2 separate regions of the Mus musculus genome follow, and region 2 is linked to region 1. A link is a contact called in public HiChIP or PLAC-seq data. All regions are on one chromosome and are shown on one strand. The core of a region is the stretch at or near the end of the contact, and the rest is flanking DNA. Distances in the headings are between cores, read along the strand shown.

Region 1 (6,057 bases), core at 2,381-4,880:
AGCAGGTCTCAGCTGGCCTCCTGGGAGGGGTAGAAGAGGATCAAACCCCTAGGGGGTTCCCAGCACCCCTTGTTCAGCATCCCAGGGACTGGTTCCTGGCTGTGTGGTCCTCTCTCATAGCTCCCATCGGTGTTCTGGCTTGGTTGATGCTTCCTTCTATTGCTAGCTTTATTAACCCCCACTCTTCAAGAACCTCAGCACACAAGCAAGGAGAAAGGGCTTTAAGGAGATCTGGGTGTCCAGCCTTCCTCACCCAGGAGCCTTTCCAGCCAGAGGCTAGCCCAACTGTCCACCATCTGCCCTATTCTAGTCTACTACTGATGGTCACGGCCAGGAGCCTCCAGCTTTGGGGGCTTCTGCTCTGGGGGTGTCTGGACCTAGAGAGCTGTAGTTTGTCAAGGCCACCCGTAGGCCCTTATTAAGACCTTATGCCATGTTCCAGGATTCTTCTGTCCTATAGCTTAGCAGACTTGGAGGTGAGGGGGTCCACATATGTGTACATATACATGTGTGCACATATGTGTGCAGGGGGGGCATGAGGGACCGCTGACACTTCCTGGACCAGACGAGACTGGCATCTAGGATGTGGGGAGGAGGCCTGGTGGAAGCTGTCAGGCTGCTGGCGGCCCTGGGGGATAGAAGCTTTCAGCCAGACCAGCTCTCTGGAATCTCAGACACCATGCAGGTGCAGAAAGAGTGGATTGTTTCTCTACCTGTGTGAGAAGCAGGCGATGCGTGGATGGTTCTGGAAGAACTCCCAGGACAGGAGGCCCAGTGGCCTCTGCGGAAGGAAGCTGGGGGCTGGAAGGGGAGGGAGTCTCTCTGAAGCCCTGCCCAAGGCCCTGGGGTCATATTCTGCCTGCAATTAGCTGTGTGGCCCTATGCCAGTGGTGCGCCCTCTCTGAGCTTCGGTTTCTCCATGTGTAAAGGGGGTGGGGGGCGCTCAGGGAGGCTCAGGCCTACAGAACCTACTCAATCTTGTGTTCCCAGGAGGACCGGAACCACACCTCAGCTCCCTGAAGGAGAGGGCAGTAGGTGCTGGTTTGGGTTGACCTAGCCAGGGCAGAGCTGGAAGAAAGGAGCAGGGTCCTGTCCAGGAGGAGGCTGGGAAGAAGACACCTGTCCCTGCCCTGTGCCCCTGGGGCTAGCCAGAAGAGTATCTACCCAGACCTCAGGCTGGAGACCAGGGGTCAGGTGGGCTGGGGGACAGGGACAGAGAAACAGAGAGAAAGGCAGAGTTAGCTAGGGGGACAGCAGCTGAGCTGTGTAGGGTGAGGGCAGGCTAGGTACCACATGCCCACTGGGAATGGAACAGGCGTCCATATGTGGGGACCCAGGTGGCACGGGCCTGGCCCTCCAGTCACCAGCCACTCCCTGTCTTTTTGTCCTCCTGGAGCTGTGGCTGCCTCTCCAGGGGGCCTCGTTAGAGGGCAACTGGGAAGGCCTCAGCACTGAGGTAATCACAGTCTGGAATGTTCTCTAGGAGGTCCAGGTGCAGGCGAATAGGTCCATCACGTCTTGGACTCCCAGGGCCTTGTGTGTCAGGACAGACATACCACTTTGTCCCAGAGCCCCCACACCCCCTTGACAGCTCTTCTCAGCTCCTTCCTAAAGCCTCCCATGGCTTCCCAAGCTGTAAACTGACCTCCCCTTTGCCCGGGGCCTTGAGTTGGGCCTCCAGCTCTGGCCTTTCTTCCTGGCCTCCTCTTTTGCCTTTTCTGAGACTGGGTCTTTCCACATTGCCATGGTTGGCCTTGTAATCACTTCTGGCCAGCAGGCCTTGAACTCAAGGCAATCCTCCTGCCTGTGATTTACCACCGCAGCTGGCTTGACCTCCTGCTATTTCCTGAACCTTCTGAATCTGACCCACCACAGGACCTTTGCACCTGTGAGTGCAGCCCGCGCATCCTTCAGCTCAAAGTCCCCACGAGGACTCAGAGAGGCCCACACTCCTCAGACTCCTCGGGCTGTCCAGGCTCTCTCCTCCCCGAGCTCAGCGCCCTCTGCTCTCTTATGAGTGTTGTTGGTTTTGTTTAGCCCAGGCTGACCTTGAACTCACTACATATCGAGGGATGACCTTGAATTCTTGGTTTTGCCTGCACCTGGGCTGGGATCCCAGGTCTATACCATCAGGCCTGGCTGTTGGCTCTTTTTTTCCCCAATTTTACTTTTACTCTCCTACTTTACTTTCTCAGTCTCTTTTAAAGACAGGGTCTCACGGGACCCAGCTTCTGCTCGATTGTCCCCCCTGCCTCAGCCTCCTGAGAAGCTGGGATTAGGGTTGTCTATTGCCAGGCCTGACTATTGCTGGAGAGTTAAAGTGACCAGGGCCCACTGCAGCAGGAGTGAGAGGTTAGGGGTGAGGGGTTAGGAGTGAGGGGTGAGGGATGAGGGTGAGGAGTGAGGATGAGGGATGAAGGATGAGGGTGAGGAGTGAGGGTGAGGGATGAGGGTGAGGAGTGAGGGTGAGGGATGAGGGTGAGGAGTGAGGATGAGGGATGAAGGTGGGGATGAGGGATGAGGGTGAGGAGTGAGGGTGAGGGATGAAGGTGAGGGATGAGGGGTGAGGGTGAGAGATGAAGGTGAGGAGTGAGGGTGAGGGATGAGGGTGAGGAGTGAGAGTGAGGGATGAGGGATGAAGGTGAGGGATGAGGGTGAGGAGTGAGGGGTGAGGGTGAGAGATGAAGATGAGGGATGAGGGTGAGGAGTGAGGGTGAGGGGTGAGGGTGAGGGTGAGGGATGAGGGATGAGGGTGAGGGATGAAGGTGAGGGATGAGGGGTGAGGGATGTGGGGTGAGGGTGAGAGATGAAGGTGAGGAGTGAGGGTGAGGGATGAGGGATGAGGGTGAGGGATGAAGGTGAGGGATGAGGGGTGAGGGTGAGAGATGAAGGTGAGGAGTGAGGGTGAGGGATGAGGGTGAGGAGTGAGAGTGAGGGATGAGGGATGAAGGTGAGGGATGAGGATGAGGAGTGAGGGGTGAGGGTGAGAGATGAAGATGAAGGATGAGGGTGAGGGATGAGGGTGAGGAGTGAGGGTGAGGGATGAAGGTGAGGAGTGAGGGTGAGGGATGAGGGATGAGGGGTGAGGGTGAGAGATGAAGATGAGGGATGAGGGTGAGGGATGAAGGTGAGGAATGGAGGTGAGAGTTGAAGGAGAGGGTGGAGGGTGAGAGTGAGAGATGAGGGCTGAGGGTAAGGGATGAAGGTGAGGGATGAGGGATGAAGGGTGAGGGTGAGGGGTGAGGAGGCTTAAGCCCTTTCTGATCCACCATGACTCCTTCATTTACATCCCGTGAAGTATCAAGAGTTTCTGGGGCTGTGGCTCACTTGGTAGCGTGCATGTGGCAAACCCTGGGCTTGGTCCTCAGTGCTCCATAAACCAGGTGTGGTAGTGCACGCCTGTAATCCCCGTACTCAGGCGGAGGTGGGACTTCAGGGTCATCCTTGGTCACACTAGGTTCTAGGCCAGCCTGGGCTACATGAGCCTGTCCTAAAGTTTCTCTCTCTGGGACGTGAGGAGTGGGCCCGCTCCCCAGGCGCACGCGCAGCAGTCAGAGCCTCCAGCCATGCTGAGTTCCCGGCTCACCCCGTCTCCACCCCGACCTCTGCCACAACTAGTGCAGCTCTGAGTGAATCACCCATGAGTCCTCTGGCCTCCAGCGACTCCCTTGCTCCCAGCCCTCTCTTTCTATTCTCTGTGTGCCTGATGAAACAAGAACCGCATCACAACTTTCTGTGCTCCAGAGCTTCCCGTGGCTCCTACTGCCTTAAAGATTAATCTTACAACCTGTAGATGCCGTGACACGAGTGGGCGACTCCTCCTCCTCCTCCCTCCCCTTCCCAGGCTACCTTTCCTGTCCCCTCCCCCCCACACTTGCCCCCTGTCTCCAGCTGAGGCTGCCTGGGTTCTTCCAGGGACACCTGCTAGCCTCAGGGTGTTTGCAAGGCTGCCTCCTCCACTTGGCGTGCTTTCTCCCTCCTCTTTCCCTAGCTTGCCTTGCTGATGGGGAGACCCTCTAGTAGCAGACCACCGGACTCTTTCTTAGGCCCCTGGGCCCACCTCTAGGGGCTGTGAGAGAAGACCTCTGAGGACAGGAGCCCTGTCACCTGGGAGCAGGGAGGATGTCAGGGCCAGCTGTTCACTCTCTGACAAGCTCCTGGGTCGTGAGGTCTCAGAAGCCTGGTGGCAGCTGAGCCCCATTCTGTCAGCACAGCCCGTGGCTTAGACTCTGCTGCTGTAAACTTGAACAGACCCATCCCCAGGGGGAGACTTTCTAGGTGCTCCCTGGTTTAGTCCTTGTAGGCCTCTGGATCCCCCACCCACCGTTGTCACAAAAGACTCCTTAGCTGACATTGTTCCACACCCCAGGATGCAAAGCAGGAATCCTGCTGACTGCTTTCTTGGAGTGTTCCCAGTGCACACTGCAAGGCTTGGTGCACAGTACATGCTCAATAAATGTTTGTTGAATGACTGAATAAAGACATAACAGAATGAGTTGGAGGTTGGGAGCAAGGTCACTGGTTCTCCCATCCACCACCAGCCTGGATCCTCACGGTGCCACCATGGCTGCCGAAGCACTTGCCATCTCTTCCACATGCGGTCAAGGCCAAGGCAGGGAAAGGTGCTCAGATACCCACTTAAGACTGAAGAAAGCAGCCAGGGAGTGTCCCATGTCTTAATCCCAGTACTTGTGAGGCAGAAGCAGTCAGATCTTTGTTAAGTTTGAGGCTAGCCTGGTCTATAGAGCTAGTTCCAGGACAGCCAGCGCTACACAGAGAAACCCTGTTCTCAAAACAAACAAAACAAAACAAAACACCAAAAAACAAAACTAAAAACAAAGCAAAAGAAAAAAAAAACAAAATAAAAAAACCGAAAAACCCCCAATGAGTGCCAGGGATGGAGAACAGAAGGGCCCTGGAGGGGAGCAAGGCAGAAGGCCTAGTGAGAAGGCCTAGTGAGCTAGGCATCCCATGCTGTCACCTGTCCCCCAACCCCGCACCTCCAGTAATGGCACTTTCACAGGACTATCCTCAGACACTGCACTCTGAAGTGACCACGGGTCCTATGACATCTGTGACGTGTATTCATCCTTGTGCAATGTTGGGGTGGGGGTGCAGACCACGACCTCGGAGAGAAGGAGGAGGCTGGTGCTCAGGTTATAGCAGGCTGGGGAGGGAGGGACCTGTCTGGGCAGAGTATCGGGTGTGTGTTCCACCACTGCTGGGAGGAGCTCTGGGTGTCCAGGGTACAGACTGCAGCTCTGTGTTCCACAAGAGCCACCCTACTTAATAACCACAGCTACTGGGGCCTGTGTGCTCCCCAGATGTGGGGCCAGCCCTGGGAGGGGGAGGGGGCACCAGTTTTGTTGTCATTCCCACGTTATAGAGGCAGAAATGGCTTTAGAGACATCTGTGGTCTCCTGGGAAGAGAGCAAGCTGGGGACAGGGTGGTCTGGGTCCAAGTCCTTGCTCCGCCAAGCTCTGGGCTGCCTGTGCATTTGTCTTTTTGCTGAGTATCCATCCGCTTGCCCATGAGTATTTGTTTGTTTTTGAGACAGGGTTTTAGGTAGCCGAGCATGAACTTGACCCCTGATCCTCCCTGCTTCTCCCTGATGTGCCTTCAAGGCAAACTGAAGACTGGAGGTGCTGAGGCTGGGTGTCTCCCATGAAAGCTCGATCCTGGATGGATGCTCAGAATCATAGTCTCTACCGTTTAAAGAGACACTTGTGACCTGTCCTGATGTTCCTGAGGCCTCTTGTTAGCTGTGGTCACCCGCTGGGGTGGTTGCGAAAGCCCTTTCTCTCTCCCCACTGTTGATAAAGCAAGGAAATCATTAGGCATTGTGCCATCCTGTGGCCAGTCCGTTGCCCCTTTCCCGCCTGGAGGCTTGGGTGGGGCCAGCTTCTCCTTCTCCCTCCAGGAGGCTAGATGGATCTGAAGGGGGCTTTTGGGGAGTGGGAGGTGATGGGCTGGATGTCAGGTCCTCCACCACCTGTCACCCTTGGGTAATGGTGGCTCCAGCTTGCCTGGTGTTCAGGCAGGATCCAGCCCTTACC
Region 2 (6,057 bases), core at 1,647-4,146, 160 kb after region 1:
AACTGGGGCCCAAGAAGAGAACACCTCTCTCTCTCCAGGGTCTCACCTCTAGAATGCAGTGGAAATGGATCTGAGGCCCAGGTCTTTACCTCATTGAATTGAAGATGAGAAACAGGGAAAGAAAGAAAAGGAGGAGAGGAGAGGAGAAGGGAGGAGAGGGGAGAGGAAGGGAGGAGAAGAGGAGATTAGAAGAGGGGAGGAGACAATGGGAGGGGAGAGGGAGAGAGGAGGGGAAGGGAGGTGGAGATGGAAGTGGGGAAATGGGAGAGAGGAACACACAGGAGCCAGGCTGCACAGGCACTTCCTCTCACCCACAGGACATCTCCGGTCCATCTCAGCCACCGTCACAGATTAAAGTATTTCCCATAGAAACTCCATTTCTACTTCCGTTTAAACACGGGGCCCGGTGCCAGGCCATTAAGGGTTGGATCGGAAGTGTCCCCGAGAGCTTTGTTTTGAATACTTGAGCACCCCACGGGTGTTCTGAATTCTTATTTCCCAGCTGGCTTAACTGAGAAAATGCCTCCATATGATTGGCCTGCAGGCAAGTCTGTGGGGGCTTTTTTTTTCTTTTTAATTAGTGATTGATGTGGGAGGGTCCAGCCCACTGTGGGTGGCACCACCCCTGGGCAGGTGGGTCTGGGTTGGATAAAAAGGCAAACTGAGCAAGCTATGGGGAGCAGGCCAGTAAGAGGCGCTCCTCCATGGCCTCTGCTCAGTTCCTGCCTCCAGGTTCCTGGCCTGAGTTCCCGCAGGGATGGACTATGATCTGAGCGCTGAAACAAACCCTTTCCTCCTCAAGTTGCTCTTGCTTATGGTGTTTATCGCCGCCATAGAAACCTGACTGGACACAGACAAATCCCCAGAGCTCCCTGGCAGGCCAACCCATAGCCAAGTGGGTTTAGTGAGAGTCGCTATCTCAAAAACTAAGGTGGAGAAAGATAGAGGAACACACCCACATGTGGACCTTTGACCTCCACATGCACATACACGTGCACACACATGCCCCTGCGAACACACACACACACACACACACACACACACACACACACACACATGCACACACAGAATAATCCATGAAAAACAAGACAATTCCCTTTCCCTCTTTCCTCATAGTCCTTGCTGATTGTCACCCAGTGGGCTGAACCTCATGTCACACTAGAGGTCCTGCGTCTGAACACCTGTGGAGCTGTCAACATTATAGGACATTATAGGATACAGAGCCAGCTGCTACAGAGACTGAGAGAGGATCAGAAGTTAAAGGCTAGCCTGGTCAACTAACGAGACCCAATCTTAAAAGGGGGGACAAAAGAACCCTCATGTGGTAGATAATGGGGTGGGAGCATCAGGGGTAGGAGGTCTGGGAGGACACTCTGGCCAGGATGAAGCTGGGAAGCTAGGTCCTGGGAGGGGGGACACTTTGGTTGTAGAGGGCTTGTCTAGCAGTCACAAGGCCCAAGGTACAGCCACTAGTAAAGGTAAGGAGAGAAAGAGAGAGAGAGAGAGAGAGAGAGAGAGAGAGAGAGAGAGAGAACTAGAAAGGAGGGGAGAGCCAAGCAGGGGAGGAGAAGAAGAAGGAGACAGGATACAGCTGGATTTGACTTACAGATTAACAAGAAATGACTTCTTTGTCTATGTGCCCAAACAATGCTTGTGACTGACTCAGCCTGTTTTCTCTGGGGATCTGGTCCTGCATAGACAGAGACACACTAGAGCGTGTAAGTCTATGCTCAGCAACTCATCTAGGGGTGCTGCGTGCAAATCCCTCAGGAACCAGCCCTGGAGTCCAGGTCTTCCATACCAGCTGCATCACCAGGGCTAGCGAACAGTCTTCTCTGGGCTTCACACTTAGATGTCCATCTTAGATAGTGACAAGTGGCAGACTTGGGGAGCTCTGGGCAGAGCCTGGAGCTGTGTGTCTGATGAAGGGAAGAGCTTGCCAGTCATCTCCTGCGACCTGGCTCTAGCCAGTGAGACCACAAGAAGCCCTTCTGGGATTCATACTCTGAGAAGACCATGTCTCTTAAGGGCCAGGCAGTACTGTCCCCAATCTTCATTTTTGCCTTAGGCATCATAAGAATGTAGTGTTAGAATCTAGTGTGAGAGTCCAGCCTGGACACACCTGCAGTGGCTCCTCCCATTTCACAGACACCCACTGAGGCACTGTCTGGGAGTCAGTCCCTAGCCAGCAGACACCCCAGGGCCAGGACTTCCACCTGGGAAGTGAGTTTACATCAAGGGTATTGGTGTCCACGCATGAACTTGCACCCCATCCCTTGCCTCCTGTCTAGGAATCAGAGAACCTGGCTGTGGGCTTGTGCCAGATACAGAAATTTGACTGTCTCCCAGCAACCATGGTGGGGAATGGCACATCCACATCTGACCATTGCAAAATATTAAAGCAAATCCACCCTGGGCCCAATGTCATGGGCCATCCAGGATGACACTGCCTCCCTGGGGGACACTTGGTAGTGATGGAGTGTTCACTGACGGCCCTATTTAGGAAAGGACACCAGGACAAATATGCCTCTTCCTGTGCCCAGAACAGCGGAGAAAGATCGGGCCCAGCCTGCCAACAGGGTTGTGTCTGGCAGTGTCTGTGACCCTAGGGAGGCAGGGAGTCTGCTGGGCTCTAGGAGAAGTGTGACCCCCCCACCCATGCTAGGAAGTCTTTTACTTGCCCTCTGTCCCCTCAGCCACGTTTCCATCTGGGGACCGCCTACCTTGCCCATCTCTGAAGTAAACAGCCACATCCGCCCATCCCAAGGTGGTATAGGACACACTTCCAGGATGTCATACTCTGTCTGTCCCCCAGCCAGGCCCGTTTCCATGTGGTGGGTGCATTGCACAGTACCATCCGCCCCCAGGCGGTTCCAGCTGGAAGCCAGACAGGCCTTTTGCTCCTGGAATGCGGGACCCACGCCAAGCTGTGGAGAGGGCCGGCTGATAACGGAGTGCTGACCACTGCAGACTGCTTCCTAGAGAAATGCCTTCACCTCTTCTGCCCAAGTTCCCAGGATGTGGCAAGCCCCAAGATTCCTGGGTCAGTGGGGCAAATTTCCAGAATCTTCCATCCCAGCCTCACATATTCCCAAGAAAGTGTAACAAAAGCTTCCTGGCTGGGGAGTTCTGGGAGTCGATTAAAAAATGCAAGAGGGTATGCTGGCCACACTAAAGTGCTCTTTCTCTCTGGGTCCTCTTCTTGAGGGAAAATTGTTTGTTTACCCAGGGATGGTTATGCCCGCAGCCGTGGCTGCTCTATCCCTCCACCCACCAGCCCTGTGCCAGCACCTCATGGCCGTCAGTCACCAGCACATCTGTCTCTTTGCTCTGAGGGCCACACAAGACACACAGGAAGTGACTGAGCATCTGTGCCTTCAACAGCCATCTTCCTCACATTAATGAGCTGGGCAGGAGCTCACTACATCTCTCTGTCCCTCTTCCCGATATGACCACACTGAATAAGGCTCTTTTTCTATTTTCTACTTTAAAACTGGCTGAGACCGGTGGCTGAACCTAAGTTGAGGCAAAGGTTGTGAGCCCCAAGTTCGGTAATACCTAGGGGTTTGATGGAGCCTGGGTCTGTCCCATCCAGTCCCTGCTGCCTGGTGAGAATGTCTTGGAGGTTGTTTTGTGTTGTGTACGGGGACCAGGAACTCTCTGTGGGATTCAGTGGCCACTGGGCAGTGCCAGCTCTAGAATGGCCCTGCGAGGGCTGCCTTCCCCCATTAGCCTCGTGTCCCCATCCTTAACTTTCTGGTGACAGCCTCAGTCCCAGGTTGAGACCCAGGATTTTGTAGGTCAGATAGATGTGGCTGTCCCCACCCCATCCCCAAATGCCCAGGACTCAGAAGTTGGACAACACCAGACTTCAGGGAGACACTGGGCCCTGTGTTGAAGCCTCTACACCGCCCTGCCCTCTGTTCTCAAGAATCTACATCAGCGGTTCTCAACCTTCCTAATGCCGCGACCCTTTAACACAGTTCCTCATGTGGTGGTGACCCCCCACCATAACATTATTCTTGTTGCTACTTCATAACTGTAATTTTGCTACTGGTATGAATCATAAAGCAAATACCTGTATTTTTTTGATGGTCTTAGATGGCCCTTGTGAAGGAATCATTCACCTTTCAAAAGGGTCCCGGGACCACAGGACAAGAGCCACCCCCCTTATATGAGCTGTCTCCTGAGCTCCAGACCCCACTCACAGCTTCCCCAGGGCTTTGTGTTTCCTCCTCCAATCTGCTACCCAGGGCCCTGTGTGTTCAGACATCTCCCTGGGTGCCTGTTGCCCATCCCCGGCTGGGCATTCCCTCACTGTCCTTCCCCTGTGTGCATTGAATAGCACAAATCAGTAGGAAGCCAACGTGCTGCTGAACGATCTTGGGCTAAGAGCTAGGGTAGGGGGATGAGCTATTACTTTCGAACCCTGAACAAAACCTAGAGCAATCCCGGCTTCTATGGGCGTGTTGGAAAGTCCATGACATGTCTAAGCAGTAGGAAAGACTAGGGGCTGATTAGGACGCCTTGCTGGGACCCAGCTGTGCCTTGGTACTCAGGGAAGCCTTCCCTGAGGAGGTTATGCTGCAGCTGACGTATGAGAAGAGATGGAGAGAGATGGGAAGAAGAGATGGGAGACGAGGGACCTCGCGTGCCAGTACCAGAGGGGTTTCGAGAGGATGCAGCAGGGGGTGAAGGGGGGCAAGCCAGTCTGACCCCAGGCGCTCCTCACTCATTTTGGACCTACTGTGTGCTGGGCTCACAGGCAGCTTGCTGTCCCATGGAGCCCCAGCTAGAGGGTAGGACAGTTGCCAAGCAGAGAGGGAACAGATGTTGATGCCCAAAGACTGACAAGCATCAGCATATCTCTGCCGACTGGAACTGCACACAGCTGGCTCCCCAAGAACCGAGGTAAATGCTGTGTGGAGATACACATTCAACACACAAATGCACATACACGTACATATACACATGCATGCGTGTACACACACAGCATAAGCATTGCATGCATGTGTGCATATATACATGCACGCACATGTGTGCACATGCACACAAACACACACAAAAATGAATAATTCCTTGAACTGCATACAAGACAGGTATGAAGGAGCCAGGTGTATCAACTCAACGCCTTGGAGGCCGAGGTAGAAGGGTTGTGAGCTTGGGACCAGCCTGGGCCTGGCTCTCCAAAATCAAATTTCCCTGTCCTGTGATCCTGTTGGTCACCCTCCATGCTGAGGTCACCTTCCACGCAGGCAGAGTGGTAGTCTCCCGGAAGCAAGGAGCTGGGCTAGGCCATGTCACTCACATGAATATTCCCTACCCCTATAACCTCTTTCTCCTTTGCCCAGAGCCTGGCAGGCACAAGGCTCTAGTGGGCTCTGTGTAAAGGATCAACACGTGTCAACCCCTCTGTCCACCCAACCCCTTCTCCAGCCTCTAGACCTCAGCACACACCTCTCCATCCCAACTCTCTGGGATGATCCCTGGGGACACTGTCCCCTCCCCCATGCAGCCTTTCCAGTTGTCTGGCCCTGCCTGTCCCATGCAAGTGTCTGTGACCAACACCTCCTCGGGGACCGCTTCCTCCTGCTCTATTACTCCCAGAAGCTGGAGTCAGGGGCAGCGCAGCACCAAGGAGCCTGAGGTCCTCCTGACTCCCCAGAGAAGCCCAGCTCTGCTTCCAACTCTGGTTCCTAGCCCCTTCTTAAGTGCAACCGAGACCTTGCCACAGTCGCACAGGGGCTGAGAGGCAGTGGCTGCTGGTGTTGCCCCCAGGGCCGTGAGGGACGGGGGGGAGGCACTACATCCTAGAAGTCAGCTGATAATGAGGGCTGGAGAATGGAGGGTCTGGGGAACAGCCAGGTCTGAGCAGGAACCACAAAGGAGCAGGAGAAATGGCTGCTCTGGCTAGGAGGAGACGGGGAACTGAAGAGCTCCCACCTCAAGAGGCACTGTCTGTGGCCTTCCATGACACCTGGGGTCAGAGCCATAGGTGGCTTTAGAAACTGGACAGGAAAGGCAGCTGAGTGGATGGGGCTGACAGTGGGGACAGGT

Evidence for each region. HiChIP or PLAC-seq counts read pairs in DNA pulled down with a chosen protein or histone mark.
Region 2: an HNF4G HiChIP or PLAC-seq map of pancreatic cancer cells shows a contact between it and region 1. The contact joins two enhancer-like sites. A contact is called at or near these places in 14 of 39 promoter capture datasets (the 3T3-L1 cell line, the C10 cell line, the HPC-7 cell line and 9 more), 11 of 484 Hi-C or Micro-C datasets (the AML12 cell line, adipose-derived mesenchymal stem cells, bone marrow-derived macrophages and 7 more), 19 of 115 datasets of contacts at active chromatin or transcription factors (the HPC-7 cell line, VIP interneurons, bone marrow-derived macrophages and 14 more) and 2 of 9 other capture datasets (bone marrow-derived macrophages and embryonic stem cells).

The regions. Positions count from the first base shown.
Region 1 is chr2:167,704,966-167,711,022 of GRCm38.p6, forward strand. No RefSeq gene overlaps it. Among named protein-coding and RNA genes, the nearest start is that of A530013C23Rik, 17 kb to the left of the region's middle. Within about 2 kb of position 3,631, at least 32 of the 459 cell types and tissues checked have an H3K27ac peak or open chromatin away from gene starts, as enhancers often do. A contact at or near this core is called in pancreatic cancer cells, where this site is marked.
Region 2 is chr2:167,864,070-167,870,126 of GRCm38.p6, forward strand. Gm32845 (a long non-coding RNA gene) reads left to right here. Exons shown (of 8, transcript XR_375289.3): 8 at 2,816-3,912. All of the region lies in intron 1 of Gm33033 (a long non-coding RNA gene), which reads right to left. Among named protein-coding and RNA genes, the nearest start is that of Gm32928, 6.0 kb to the right of the region's middle. Within about 2 kb of position 2,897, at least 68 of the 459 cell types and tissues checked have an H3K27ac peak or open chromatin away from gene starts, as enhancers often do. A contact at or near this core is called in pancreatic cancer cells, where this site is marked.